4 separate regions of the Mus musculus genome follow, and regions 2, 3 and 4 are each linked to region 1. A link is a contact called in public promoter capture Hi-C data. All regions are on one chromosome and are shown on one strand. The core of a region is the stretch at or near the end of the contact, and the rest is flanking DNA. Distances in the headings are between cores, read along the strand shown.

Region 1 (3,627 bases), core at 592-3,091:
TTTTGTCTTATATCAATTAAATAGTTGAAATTTTGGTGGCAGCTACTCAGAAACCTTAGAAGGCCACAATTAAATAGGTGAACTATTCATGTATACTTTATTATGTTGCTATGTATTATAAAATATGAAATAATTTAAATATAGTATTAAATAATAATTAAAATATTAAACTAGAAAATAATATTAAATAGAAAATTTAAGATTTAGAATTTAAAATTAGATTTAGATTTAGAATTTAAGAAAAGTTAAGGTTAGGATATTCTTTATGCATATGTTATGAAATATGCAGTGAATAAATTAATGGAGAAACTATGAGTAAAAAAGAGAGCATTAAAAAATGAGTAGGCATACTATTCATGTGCATTGATAGCAAGGTTCCTAAGTTTGTGGTTAACTGTGCTGTCTGGTATTACCACATAGTTTGTAGGAGGTTCTTATCTATATTTTCAGCGCTGCCAAAACCCTAGTTGACCTGATCACTTTTAGAAGTAGGCTTGTTTCATGCATCTTTGAATAAGGGGGGTGGGGGGGTGGGGAGGAGGGCGGAAATCAGCGGAACACTTCTGCCCCCTACTGGTATGCAACAGGATCATTAGAGAAATGACCTTAAAAAGGTGGTGATACAGTTTATCCCAGTTAGCTTTAGTTGACAACCTGAGGCTGCCTAGAGTAATCCTAGAAGATAATCTCAATTGAGAAATGGACTAGATGAGATTGGCCTGTGTGCATTGCTCTGGAAGATTGCCTTGATGGTTAACTGATGAAGGAGAGCCCTGCACACTGAGGACCCATCTTTAAGCAGGTAATCCTGGGCTTTATAAGAAAGCTAGGTAATTGGGCTAAAGAGATGCCTGGGGTTTAGTTCCCAACATCCACATTAGCCTTATAATAACCCTATAGGTCGAACAACAATATGAACTAACCAGTACCCCAGAGCTCCTGTCTCTAGCTGCATATGTAGCAGAAGATGGCCTATTTGGCCATCATTGGAAAGAGAGTCCCCTCGGTCTTGAAAACTTTATATGCCCCAGTACAGGGGAAAGCCAGGGCCAAGAAGTGAGAGTGGGTGGGTAGGGGAGCAGGGTCGGGGGAGGGTATAGGGAACTTTCAGGATAGCACTTGAAATGTAAATGAAGAAAATATCTAATAAAAAATTGAAAAACAAAACAAAATAGAAGCTCATAATAACCTTTAACTCCTGGTTCAGGGGAACCTGATGCCTCTTACCTCCATGCAACATATAGTCACATACAGACACACTTTACAAAAACAAAAATTAATATCTTAATTAATTGTTAATTAACTAAATAATAAGAAGCTAAAATAATAAAAAAATGTTACTCAAAAGTCAAAAGAGATTTCTATGTCATCTTTTTGCATCTTTGGACCCTTCTAATCCTGAATAATTCTGTCATGTAACCTAGGGAACAGAAGGAAAGACAAAGAGACTTAAGATTTGAAGGAACATGTGATTTTAAAAAAAGGAACTCATTATAGTGGCTTCAAAAACTCATTCAGCACTTCCTCCCTAAATGGTATTTAGAACCTGTTACAGTAGATCCCTCCAGGGAACAGGATACGATTGTGCTAGTACAAATCTCTGACATGCAAAAAAAAAAAAAAAAAAAAAAAAACTGGAATATGTATCAATTTTACTGTCTGGAAATGCTAACCAGAAGAAATGTTTCTCAGACTGTGGAGGAGGAGGAGGAAAGTTCTCAAGAGAGGAGCCAGTACTGGACATTTCTTCTATGATACAACTCAATGCTCTTGGGCTAAACGTCTAGGGCCCAAGAGATGTCTAAAACGAGGTATAAATAAATGATCCAGATTTGTTGTTTAGGCTCATAGAATCTCCTTGCTTTTACTCTTTCTCCTGTTAAATGTCTTCAGATTTTAAACAGAAACAAGTAAGTGCAAAGTTATGTTCAAAGGAAGCTTGAAGCAGATGACAGAAGAAACTTAAGTCATGTTTTCTGCAGTTCTGACCCATAAGAGTACAACACCTAACTTAGTCAAGTTGATCTGCAATGGTGGTGTAGTTCTATTTTGAGAGATTTAGTCATCAGTCACAATGTTTCCATATTTATATTGTATTTATACAATAGTCTCTTATTTTTCTACCAGGATTTGAATATAGGTGTGATAAATTTCCAGTGGTTAAAATAAAGCTTAGTTGTTTAAACATTTTAATAAAGACAAACCTTATATATTCAAGAATGAATTCAAGAACATGTTCATAAATATATAGAGCCTTATAACATCAGGTACCAGTCCTGATGTGTATTTAAAAAACGGAGACTTGGAGATGTTAACTCTGAAAAGTGATGATGGTCTTATATTGGTAGGAACGACCGTCTAATTTAAAGCGATGCCTCCTTCACTGACTATTATAAACACAATTGATATTTTTAGACTATTGATTGTTATAGCCAGGGTAAGATAATGTGTCTTGGTTTGAGGATTATGTTATAAACAGATTTAATCTGAAGCCCAGAAAGTTAACAATTGTTTAAATTAACATTGATTTTATTATTAATGTTGGTAATTTTATGTGTGCTCTTATGTCATTTGTTGCTGCAATAAATAGAGATTTATGTGATTTTTGTAGTTATTATCCTGAAGTCCTAACAAGAGAATGGGTTTACAATGGTGCTAAATTTTTAGGTAATTTATCAGCAAGAGAACTAAAATTCAAGTAAGTAACAGTCTCTGCACACAGCCAAGTACATCTTAGTGGATAGTGCTCAGGTCCAACTGTGTGCAGGTTCAGCTGGACTGTGCAATCAATACAGTCATAGTGCATTTTACAAAGAGCACAGACCAACATTTTAATTAATTCCAAATCTTAATCCCACAGTGCAAGACAAATAAAATAAAAGATTAGTGATGGCTAAAGCTTCCCACCAACAGGGAAAATCTGAAGGATCTGTTTGCCTCCCTTACATCTTTACACCATGATTTCCCCTCCCCCCATGGAGATTGTTCTACTTCCCAGCTAAGTCCCATTCACTGGTTGGTTTATGTGAAGGGGGCAGATCCATAAATGTCCATTGTTTGTAAAGAGCTTCATGCCAATTTATGCTAAAGTCATATAGGCAGACACTGCCTTATATATTTAACTGTAATTAAATAAGAAGTGCCTAATATTTCAATCAGATAAAGGAGGTAACTTTGCATATAGTAACAAAGAAAGGTGGCGACAATACAGTGCCTTGGTGCACAGTTAGGACGCTTAATTATAGTGGACAGGACACAATTGTAGTGGAATCAAGGTACAAAAAGCATCTGGTACTCTGTTAGTTATTGTTTTGGTTAAGCACACACAAATGTGTTTTATTGTAACTTATCTACCCAGCTCTACTATTATATTTAGTTCTGACTATCTATATCATTATATGCAGCTCCATCTATATCATTGTATGCTAAGTATAATCCTTCCTATCCCCTGCTTTTCCGCATCCCACATAGTCGGGTCCTTTTGTCTTACCAAAAGTTTCCATATATATTCCTGACATAGCTATTCCACAATCTTTTTAACACCATTTCTGCTATCTTTATATCACTTACTCCTCTTTCATAATACTAACTCTATTTTTTTCTTCCTCCATTTTCTTTCTCCACTAT
Region 2 (3,627 bases), core at 283-2,782, 430 kb before region 1:
CTTCTACCTTTCTTTGATGCTGAGGATCCAATCCAGGACTTTGTACAAGCACCGTACCAACTGAGCCACACACCCCAACTTCTTAGCATATTATTTCCAAAACTGGCTTGATAATGCATATTTTAAAAGTTAGGCATAGAGTTTGCCCATAATAACCTTGTTTGAGAATTTGCCATGCCCGGTGGTTTGCTGTTTTTCGACCTCTGCCCCAGTAAACGTTCACCAAAACTCTAGAATCCACCCATTGTATTGCTCTGTCCACGCTACATATTAAAAAAATGTTAAGGAGACGGCTCAGTGGGTAAGAGCACTGACTGCTCTTCCGAAGGTCCTGAGTTCAAACCCCAGCAAGCACATGGTGGCTCACAACCACCAGTAATGAGATCTGATGCCCTCTTCTGGTGTGTCTGAAGACAGCTACATTGTACTTATGTATAATAATAAATAAATTTTTTTTTTTAATGTTAAAGCTCAGAGGCTAAATAAACAGACTGGGGACATACGGCATCCAATTTTCAGGTCCTGTACTGAAACACACGCAACATAACTAGCTGTAACACCTATTTTTCTCAAATGACTGATAAAATAAATGTCCCTTTGCTGTGTCGGTAGCTCAGGCCTGTAATCGTAACACCAGAGAAGAGGGTTGGAATCAAGAAGATGGTTAGCGATAGGGTAGCTTGGGTTATAGAAGGATATATCTGAAAAAAAATTGAGTTTACATACATACTTTTAGAATACATAAATTCAATGCTCCCTATCTCAGCCAAGTTATTCACAATAAATCACCTCACTGTCTCGGCCTGCCTCCGTCAGAAGTGACTCAGCAGAGTAACGGGGCGGTAGGCACCCCCAGAGAAGGTCCGCAGATGAAGAGTACCCGGTAGGCAAACTTCTCCAGAGCACGTCCGGAAGCCTAATTCCGAGGGCCAGAAATCCTGGCTGGGGTCTGTTCCTAACTCCGCCCAGCTTGCCTCGGCTTCCTCTGGAGAGGCCCTAGGGCTCCTAGCTCCGACTGGTTGCAGCCGGTGTAGACCGGGTCGGGGCAGGTAGAGTAGCTCATCTCCCAACTCTTCCTGGAAGAAGCCGGGCCTGCTTGGGAGGGGGTTGGGGGTTGGGGGGAATAAACCTACTTCCTGGAGCTGGGGGAGGAGATGTTGACCTCTGAATCCACTCGGGACTCCGAACGGGAATCTCCCAGAGCAGTGTGCCTTTGCCTCCAAAATCCAGGTTCAACGCCCGTTTCCCGCTTAGGGCTATAGGAATACTGCCTATTCCTAGCCGCGAACATGCCTCTCCAATGCTTCCCAAACTCAAGGAAACTCAAAGAGGCAGTCCCGCAACTCTTCTTGCACGCGTGAGCCCCAACACAAATAGTAAGGCAGCACAGACTCTACACACCAGTGGGACAGCAACGACTGGTCAGAAAATGGGTTTGCTCACCAATCTGGAATCCGTGCCTGGATCAGTGCCGAGGACTTGCAGCCAAGGAGACGGCTCCTTCCAGTACTAAAGCCGGACTCCAGGAAAAAGGGGCGGGCCTGGCGGAGGAGGCGGGGCTGACCCCTGTGCTGGCTGGGACCAAACCCCGGGTCAGAAATGCGAAGATGCCCTAGACAAGTCTATGGAACAGTCTTTAAGAACATCATCATTAGAGACTTAGGCTTTCTACCGTATGCAAGTGTTTAATACACCTGTTCTCACTATCAATATATTGAAATGTCTAAAGAATAAAAGGTCTAGCCATACAATTAAAAGGTGACTGCATTTGATGGATTACAAAAATCTGCCAACTTTAAATTACCTGTGTGTATCTCTAATTTTAACGCATGGAACCAAAAGACTACTTTTATACTGAAGTACTTATACATTTACATATGCAAACTGAACTGGACTGGAACTGGACTGTAAGGGTTTTGGGTTTTTTGTTTGTTTGTTTGTTTTTAAGATTTATTTATTTATTTTATGTATATAAGTACACTGTTGCTGTCTTCAGACACATCAGAAAAGGGCATCGAATTCCTATTACAGATGGTTGTGAGCCACCATGTGATTGCTGGGAATTGAACTGAACTACTCAGGAAAAGCAGTCGGTGCTCTTAACCACTGAGCCACCTCTCTAACCCCTAGACTGTAAGTTATTAAAGGCAGGGCTACTGTGAAAAGAAAAGAATGCCAAACTTCCTGGTTTGGGAGACTGACAACCCAACTGATCTCAGAAGATGGGGGGAGGGGGAAAGACTTTGGGGAGGAGCTGGGGGTGGAGTAGGAAGTGGCTCAGCAGTAAATTGTTTGCCTTACCTGCATGAGCCTGTGAACTGGGCTGACTCACAATTGTAATTCAGCATTAGGAGACTGAGGCAGGAGGATTACTCATAAATTTAAACCAGCCTGGGCTACAGAGTGTTTTTGCCTCGAAAAACTTAAAACACAAAATGAAAAGTCAAGTCAGGAATAGATGTTTGGAGTGAGGATGGGAAAACATGGTGCAAGCATTCCTTTTTTTTTTTTTTTTTTTTTCTGGTTTTTCAAGACAGGGTTTCTCTGTAGCCCTGGCTGTCCTGGAACTCACTTTGTAGACCAGCCTGGCCTCAAACTCAGAAATCCGCCTGCCTCTGCCTCCCAAGTGCTAGGATTAAAGGTGTGTGCCACCACGCCTGGCTGGTGCAAGCATTCTTAAGAATCATAGAAAAACAGAGCAGAGAAGATGGGACGCTCAATGTCTAACATACAAGGGTAAGGTTTATTTGGTTTTGAGACAGGGTGATGTGACATGCATATTTCTCCCAGGCTGATTTCAAACTTGCTGTGTAGCTGAGAATGGTCCAGATTCTGCTTCTGTGGTGGTGGCGGTATTGCAAGCGTGCATCCCCTTGCCCCAGCTGATCCAGTGTTGAGCATTGAACCCAGGCTTTGTGCGTCCGGGCAAACACTCTGCCAATGGGATTAGCTCCTAAAAGAGATTTATAGACAGCACAAATAGGTGGCACCATCATATGGAGGAAGAATTTGGTAAGATCTCAAAGACAGGGAATGTGGGATGAGAGGATCTCTGAATGTGTGGTTCTTCAAGATTTCTGTGTTCTTACACTCCTTTGATTACTCCAGACTTGGTTGTTCTGTTACACAAAATTGCTATGGAGCCTGAGTTTGCCTGCTGGTATCATGGTTGGGGGTTCTCTGGATTGTCTCTTTAAATTCCAAATCAGTTCTCAGAATTGTAACTTTGTTTGTTTGGTTTGTTTGTTTGGACAAGGTTTCTTTGTATAACTGCCCTGGCTGCCCTAGAATGCCTTTGTAGACCAGGCTGGCCTTGAACTCAGAGATCTGCCTGCCTCTGCATTCCTGATTGCTCGGATTAAAGGAATAAACCACCATGCTTGTTGAATTGTAGCGTCTCTTCTCTTCTGTTCCATTATCCTTGAAGGAAATCATGGGGCTTTGCTCCTGAGTCATGCATACAACTCTTAGCCTTGAAGAATTGAGCCAGCCAGGAAGTCTGAGTAAGAATAAACAGAGGTAGCTGCTGTAGAGGTACAGGAGGTTGAGAAGTCTAGAACTCATTGAAACCTATTTAGCACAATAGCACAAGTAGCTGGATGATTCAGACTAGGGCAGAAGTCAACT
Region 3 (3,627 bases), core at 639-3,138, 400 kb before region 1:
TGCTATTCTGATAATACGTATTTTCTGTTTTCCATAAAATTACCGGCTGTGTAGTGAATTTTGCTTGTGAACATAGAGGTTTTGGAAAAGGCTTGGTGTTTGATTTCGACTATGAGACTTATTGTTCAATTATTGTGTAGTCTTTGGAAGAGAGTGTGTTGCTCTCTGGGTTAGTTTCTACATCTGCAAAATATGGATAATATTATGATGTGTCTTGTAGGTTTTGTTTGTTTCTTAAAGAGAGGGCCTCATATATCCCAGACTGGCCTCAAATTTGCTATTTAGCTCGGGATGAATTTAACTTCTGATCTTCCCTAGTGCTGGGATTACAGGCATGTGGTGGCACCAGGACGTGGGGGGAGGGTGATAAATCTTCTTTCTATAGGCAAAGCAGGCACTATACCATCCAAGCCAGGCCCCAATCTTCTTAGATGACGTTTAGGAAAGTTACAAAAGTGGTTTCATGCTAAGATTTTTCAATTGTCGAATGCTGAAAATTCTCAAAACAAATCTGAGTATTGGGGGGGCGGGGCGGGTATTGCTTCAACTCAGCATTTAGAATAAAAAAATTCTGTGTTCACCCACTAGAGGTCCTTCCAGCATTATATTTAGAAAATACAAAGACTCAGTCTTCTCCAACTCTTAAGCGTTTTCTCCTTCATCCTTAAGGTAGATTGGAGGCTCAGCTTCATATCTACTTCACGAGGCGGCATCAGGCAGTCCTGTCTCAGAGAGCTTGTTTCTGCAGGTTCCAAGGAGGACAGTGACCGAAACTGGGGTGGGTTGGTGTTTTGACAGATCTGGGTTCCGCTTAGGACTGTTCCTTTTACATCTTAAAATCTCTTGTGAATCCTTGCCATTTCACAAGATCTGCATGTACCACCAGGTAAAGGGTGACCCCATGAAAGAATACTGGTCATGGAATCTAGTGATTTGGCTCCTTGGCCAGAGGGATGACTTGAGTTTCTCAAAACAAAACAAAAGAAAAAGAAACAAATCCTTCCCCCCACCTCCCCCAAACAAGGTATAACTGTGTATCCTTGGCTGTCCTGGAACTCTGTAGACCAGACTGGCCTCAAAATTACAGATTATCTGCCTGCCTTCGCCTTCAGAGTGCTGGGGTCAACGGAATGCGCCACCACCATCTGGAGACAAAATTCATTTTTAACGAAGGGTTTCTAAATGAGATAACACATTAGACATGTTGGAGTAAAGTAGGCATCCAAAATTGTTAAATTACTTCATGTTCCCGATAGTGGGACATTCTCTTTAGTGTAATCCTATTCCTGAAGGCAGTTAGAATACTTTTCCCTATACATATCCATGCAGTGATGAATTATATAGACTCAGGGAAAACATGGTCATTTAAATAGGATTAGCATTTTATAAACTGGACAAGTTATTTCTCTTGATTTGGTTTCTATTGAAATGTGGGAATTAACACCAGGGGTCTGATAGCTCTTTGTTAAAGTCATGACCATGACTCTCTTTGGGGTGGAGGGGAATTTGTTTGTTTATTTATTTACTTTGTATGTGAGTGTTTTGCCTGAATGTATATATGTGTATTTATTATGTGTGTGCCTGTTGCCTGCTTAGATCAGGATGTGGGACTGGATTTAGCAGGTGACTGTGAGCCACCATATCCACAAAATAAGTGTCAGAAATCGAACATAAGTCCCCTGGAAGAGAGGCCAGTGCTCTTAACCACTGAGCCATCTCTCCTGCCCATGAGTATTGCTCTTAATGGTAATCGGATTTTCTTTTTCAAATATAGAAAACAGAACTGCTCCCAAAGAGTTTGTGGAGAAAGAGTGAGTGCACAATTGCTCATGCTCACCATACACGCTTGATTTTAGGACAGAAGAACTAATTATTCTTCAGATCTCAATGGTTATGCACAACGTGAGTAGCTACAACACTGGCCCCTTCACTCTCTCGGGCATCCCTGGACTTGAGCAGTACCATGTCTGGATCAGTATCCCTTTCTGCTTTATCTATCTCGTGGCCATCCTGGGCAACAGCATCCTTCTCTACCTTATTGCAGTGGAACACAGTCTTCATTCCCCCATGTTCTTCTTCCTTTCCATGTTGGCCATGACTGACCTCATATTGTCTACCACCTGTGTCCCCAAGACCCTTAGCATCTTTTGGTTTGGTCCTCAGGAAATCAGTTTTCCTGGATGTCTGACTCAGTTATTCTTTTTACACTACAGCTTTGTCTTGGACTCAGCTATCTTATTGGCCATGGCATTTGACCGCTATGTGGCCATCTGTTCACCCTTGAGGTATACCACTATTCTCACACCCAAAACCATTGTCAAAATTGCTGTGGGAATCTCTTTCCGAAGTTTCTGTGTTTTTGTGCCATGTGTTTTCCTTGTGAATCGCCTACCCTTCTGCAGGACACACATCATTGCCCATACCTACTGTGAACACATTGGTGTTGCCCGGCTGGCATGTGCAGATATCTCCATCAACATCTGGTATGGGTTTTGTGTCCCCATCATGACAGTGATTATAGATGTGATCCTCATAGCCATCTCCTACACTCTCATTTTATGTGCTGTTTTTCGCCTTCCCTCCCGAGATGCACGCCAGAAGGCCCTGAGCACCTGCGGTTCCCATGTCTGTGTCATCCTCATGTTCTATATACCAGCCTTCTTCTCCATCCTTGCTCATCGCTTTGGGCGAAATGTCCCCCGCACTTTTCATATTATGTTTGCCAACCTGTATGTAATCATCCCACCTGCACTCAACCCTATTGTCTATGGAGTGAAGACCAAGCAGATCCGGGACAAAGCCATTCTTCTGCTCTTCCCCAAATGATCTCAGTGACTGAAGTCTTGGATCTTGGGCCATTTCATAAAGTATAGTAGGTAAAAGGCTGAACCAGCAACCACTGACCTCCAGGAGACGACACATGGAGCTATTGGGGTTTTGCTTTCTTAGTTATTTTATGCAGAAGCCTCCTCAACCATTTTAGTTTTAGGAAAAGAAGCTCAGAGTTTAGAAGATAAAGGTATTTATCTCGCTTCTGAAAATAAACAACTTATCTTAAGGAGAATCTTTCAATTCTTTTTGGCTGTGCTAAGGTAATAAAGACTCATTGATAACAATGGAAGTTGCTGTTCTGTTTTCACTTAAAATATTTGTGACAAATCAGTTATTTTTTTACACACACCTTAATTCTGTATTTATGCATCATAGTAAGGTAGAAAATTTACTGCTGATCCTATAGATTTCTATATTAAGAAAATTAAATTTGTTCATTTGTGTGTGCATACATGTATATGTGTGTGTGTGTGTATATCAATACGGACACGTGCATGACACAGTTTTCATGTGGAGGCCAGAGGACAACTTGTAGGGAAGGTAGTCCTCTATTTCCACTATGTAGGTTCTGAGGATCAAAGGTAGGTTTTCTACCTTGGGGACAATGACCTTTACTTGCTGAGACATCATGATGTCACAAGTTTCTAGAGTTTGTTTGTTTGTTTTTAAAGATTTATTTATTTATTTAAATGCACGTGAGTACACTGCTGCTCTCTTCAGACACATCAGAAGAGGGAATCAGATCCTATTATAGATAGTTGTGAGCCACCATGTGGTTGGTGAAAATTGAACTCA
Region 4 (3,627 bases), core at 566-3,065, 340 kb before region 1:
TCTTTCTTTCTTTCTTTCTTTCTTTCTTTCTTTCTTTCTTTCTTTCTTTCTTCCCTTTCTTTCTCTCATTCTCTCCTCTCTTTATTTCTTTCTCTCCTCCTCCTCTTCCTCTCCTTTTTAAGACACAGACTCTTTTTGTAGCCTTGGCTATCTAGGAACTTTCTCTGTAGACCAGGCTGGCTTTGCACTCACAGAGAACCACCTGCCTCTGCTTCCCAAGTTTTGTGATTAAAGGCATGTGCCACTGCCACCCCTGGTGAAAAGTTTTCTAATAATCCAAGAAATCACAGTTTTAGGTACTTCTCCACACTCTAACACAAATCAGATGTCTGCAAAATCCAATTTCGTAAAAGGATGTGAAATAACAATGCCATTGAACTAGAAACTGTTAATATTAATTTTAACACTCAAACCTGACTATATTGCTTTTCTCATTTCTTTTCTTCCCTCCAACAACTTCCATGTTGGGGGCGATACAAAGCAAATCACTAAAATTGCTTTTGGAGCCACAGTTGTATGGAAGTTCTTCTGAGGTTGGGCACTGTCTGGGAAGGCTATCTGTCAGCAAGCTATAGTGCCCTCTACAGTGCTCTGTGCAAGTTTCTGGGAGGGAGAAGTTATTTCAGACTCTGAAATTACATCTTATTATGACTTGCTATTGGTTAGTACTGGAGATTCTGGTTCACAGATAGCAAAGTTTAAGAACATTTGATAAAATAGTACAGGTACAGCGTGACCTAGGTGGCTATTTTACCTCGTGCCAGCTCCCCCTGAGGTGGCACTAGTCGCCCAAATTCTTGTCTGAGTTTTGTGGTCACTGGAAATTCTAGAGATAGGGAAAAAAGGTGTGTGTGTGTGTGTGTGTGTGTGTGTGTGTGTGTGTGTGTGTGTGTGTGTGTGTATGAGAGAGAGAGAGAGAGAGAGCGAGCTATTGCTAATGATACAAACCTAACACATCCCTAGCTGAAACATGTCGCCTCTCACACAGTCTTATAGAAGTTAAATCACATTTAGATATAGATTCAAAGAGCTGCTGTTATTTCTTTTAACTCAGCCACCAGCTTCTGAGTTGAGACTATAGTGTTCTTTTTAAAATTGTTTTTTACATATATGTACTTATTTGTGTATGTCTGATACATGTATAGGTGGTGCCTTCAGAAACCAGACGCTGCCATGGATCCCTTGGAGCTGGAGTTATTGCTGGTTGTGAGCGGCCTGAAATTGGTGCTGGGAACTGAACTCAGGTCCTCTCTGGGAAGGCAATAATCCTTTTAAGCCATATAACAATCCCCCTAGTACCACCCATCTCCCTCCTTCCCCAACCCCCAGTTTATTTTCTGAAGCAATTCTGCTATCAGGTCTGGAATATACTAGCATTAGAACCATGGAAACAGATTACCTGGGATCTGGGACCTTGGGAAAGAAGGATCCCATTGAAACTGTGAACTGATTGCACATTTTAATTACCCACCTTCATTGTGTTCAGGTAGAACACGGGACTTGAGGACCATGGAGAACATACAGTAATTTAGTGGAGGATTAGAGACCAGAATGAGTGCTTCCTTAGCTAATTCTCAGACCTTGCTTTCCTACTCAATCATCATTTGTTGAGCTTAGTGTTAGGATTTGAAGAAGTGTATGTGAAATATGTTTCTAGACACTGACATGTCCGGCCCCGCCCCCAATTTGGTGCTTAAACCAAATCATGAGGAAAACCCAACCTCAGGCAGGTGGCAGACTTCTGTCCTGCCCCCATTCAGATGTACCTTTCAACTGTGACCTCATCACTGACACCATATCCCCTAAAGATTGCCAAAGAGAGAAGCAGCTGCCCCCCGCTATGGGAGCCAGGTGGCTGTAGGGCTACACTGGCAGGGGGGACCTGCAGGACGTAGGTGAAAGGACATCACCGAACACCTACTGGTCCCTTAACCCGGGTGTGCTCAGTGCCACATCAAAGCTTCTGCAGGTGTGTACTCCACTGTGCCCTCAGGTAACCCTGCGTCCTCTTCTTCAGGAAATATGGCACGAGCTAGGGAAGAAGCAGGGGACAGCCAGCTGGTGTCTGGTAGGGAGCCATCCTCACGTATCATCAGAGTGTCTGTCAAGACCCCACAGGACTGCCACGAGTTTTTTCTGGCAGAAAATAGCAATGTCCGCCGCTTTAAGAAGCAAATCTCCAAATACCTTCACTGTAACGCTGACCGATTGGTGCTCATCTTCACTGGGAAGATCCTCCGGGATCAAGACATACTGAGCCAGCGTGGCATTCTTGATGGCTCTACAGTCCATGTGGTAGTGAGGTCTCATTTGAAAGGGTCAGCCTGTACAGGAACTCTGGTAGGCCCCACAGGCCAGTATACCCACCGCTCAGAACCATCAGCCAAGCTTGGCCGGCTGGCCGGGACCTCACCTGACCTAGCTGATTTCTTCAGCCAGCGTGTCCAACTGCTGCCTGCGGCACCAGAGTCTGTGGTGCAACTCTTGGAAGATCCTCTGATTCAAGGCCTGGCAAATGAGAAACATGCCAATGGCGTTCACATTCCGGAAACCTCAAAAACGGTACAGAAACGGGACCCAGCTCTCAAATTTCCGGAAACCCTTCAGAAGCCCGCGCAATCGCAGGAAGTTCTCCAGGAACACAAGCAGAGGCTGGAGGCCCTGAAAGCCGTGCCAGGGGGTGACAACGCTATGCATCCCAGCTGCTCTGATATCCATCAGGTCATGCTCTCCACTCTGGCCTTATTGGTGGCTTCTAAAGGCCACATTTCAGCCTTAGAGCTGTGTAGGGGAGAAACCAACAATGCTCACAGCAGTTCTGATCCTACCACCATTCCAGCCACTTCTCCTCTGGTCAGGACCTTGGCACAAGAGGTCAGTACAGGAGGAGTTAGCCAGGTCAAGGGCATAGTTTCAAGTCAGGCCAGTTTAGGGTGCCGACCTGGTATGCTAGACTTACACTCAGGCTCAGATATCCCCTGCCAAGAAAGCCAGCAGCCCTTGGAGAAAGTCCCTCTAACCTGTCAACCGAGACTCTCGCCCTGTGTTCTGCGCCTAGCCTTGACTGTCCTGCAGCAGAATCCATCTCTGGCACATCAGTTGGCAACTGGCAGTCCCCTACTACATCACTTGCCACTTCTCCCCATCCTCACCAACCCTCGAGCGCTGCAGGCATTGCTACAGATAGAGGAAGGCCTACAGATACTATCCAGGGAGGTGCCTGAGCTGGGACCATTGTTTCGGGACTCAGCTAAACCACGTGGGGCTAGAGGAGCCCAAGAAACTAGGGGTAGAAGACAAGCCCATAGAGAAGATACTACACAACACTCCTTGGCCTTTCTTCAGCTCTTCCATTCCTTGGCCAGAGCCTGTTCCCAGTCTTCCCAAACTGCACTGCCCACATCCCTCTTTACTGAAGGTCGGTACCAGCAAGAACTGGAGGAACTGAAGGCCTTGGGTTTTGCTAACCGTGATGCAAACCTGCAGGCCCTTGTAGCCACAGATGGAGATATCCACGCCGCCATTGAGATGCTTCTAGGGGCTCCGCAGGATTAGTCTCTCCATTTGATGCCCACGATTGCACCATTCTGTGGGGAGGAAGGAAAAGGGAGAAGGGGATGGAAGGCA

The links. Promoter capture Hi-C pulls out the DNA fragments that hold promoters and counts their contacts.
Region 2: a contact with region 1 is called in a promoter capture Hi-C map of the HPC-7 cell line. The contact joins the promoter of Trim6 here to the promoter of Olfr67 in region 1. A contact is called at or near these places in 3 of 39 promoter capture datasets (the HPC-7 cell line, HPC-7-derived erythroid cells, hematopoietic stem and progenitor cells and 1 more).
Region 3: a promoter capture Hi-C map of the HPC-7 cell line shows a contact between it and region 1. The contact joins the promoter of Olfr649 here to the promoter of Olfr67 in region 1. A contact is called at or near these places in 10 of 39 promoter capture datasets (the 3T3-L1 cell line, the HPC-7 cell line, HPC-7-derived erythroid cells and 6 more), 2 of 15 datasets of contacts at CTCF or cohesin (large pre-B cells and pro-B cells), 9 of 484 Hi-C or Micro-C datasets (the HPC-7 cell line, LSK cells, Th1 cells and 4 more) and 1 of 115 datasets of contacts at active chromatin or transcription factors (bone marrow-derived dendritic cells).
Region 4: a contact with region 1 is called in a promoter capture Hi-C map of the HPC-7 cell line. The contact joins the promoter of Ubqln5 here to the promoter of Olfr67 in region 1. A contact is called at or near these places in 5 of 39 promoter capture datasets (the HPC-7 cell line, embryonic stem cells, neural stem cells and 2 more).

Annotation. Positions count from the first base shown.
Region 1 is chr7:103,790,044-103,793,670 of GRCm38.p6, reverse strand. It overlaps Olfr67 (olfactory receptor 67), which reads left to right and starts at 1,841. Exons shown (of 2, transcript NM_013619.3): 1 at 1,841-1,910. RefSeq lists a silencer at 1-694.
Region 2 is chr7:104,216,700-104,220,326 of GRCm38.p6, reverse strand. Trim6 (tripartite motif-containing 6) reads right to left here and starts at 1,532. Exons shown (of 8, transcript NM_001013616.2): 1 at 1,444-1,532.
Region 3 is chr7:104,188,466-104,192,092 of GRCm38.p6, reverse strand. It overlaps Olfr649 (olfactory receptor 649), which reads left to right and starts at 1,888. Exons shown (of 1, transcript NM_147055.1): 1 at 1,888-2,826. The coding sequence starts at 1,888. The coding sequence ends at 2,826.
Region 4 is chr7:104,128,011-104,131,637 of GRCm38.p6, reverse strand. It overlaps Ubqln5 (ubiquilin 5), which reads left to right and starts at 1,815. Exons shown (of 1, transcript NM_027634.1): 1 at 1,815-3,627. The coding sequence starts at 2,023. The coding sequence ends at 3,555.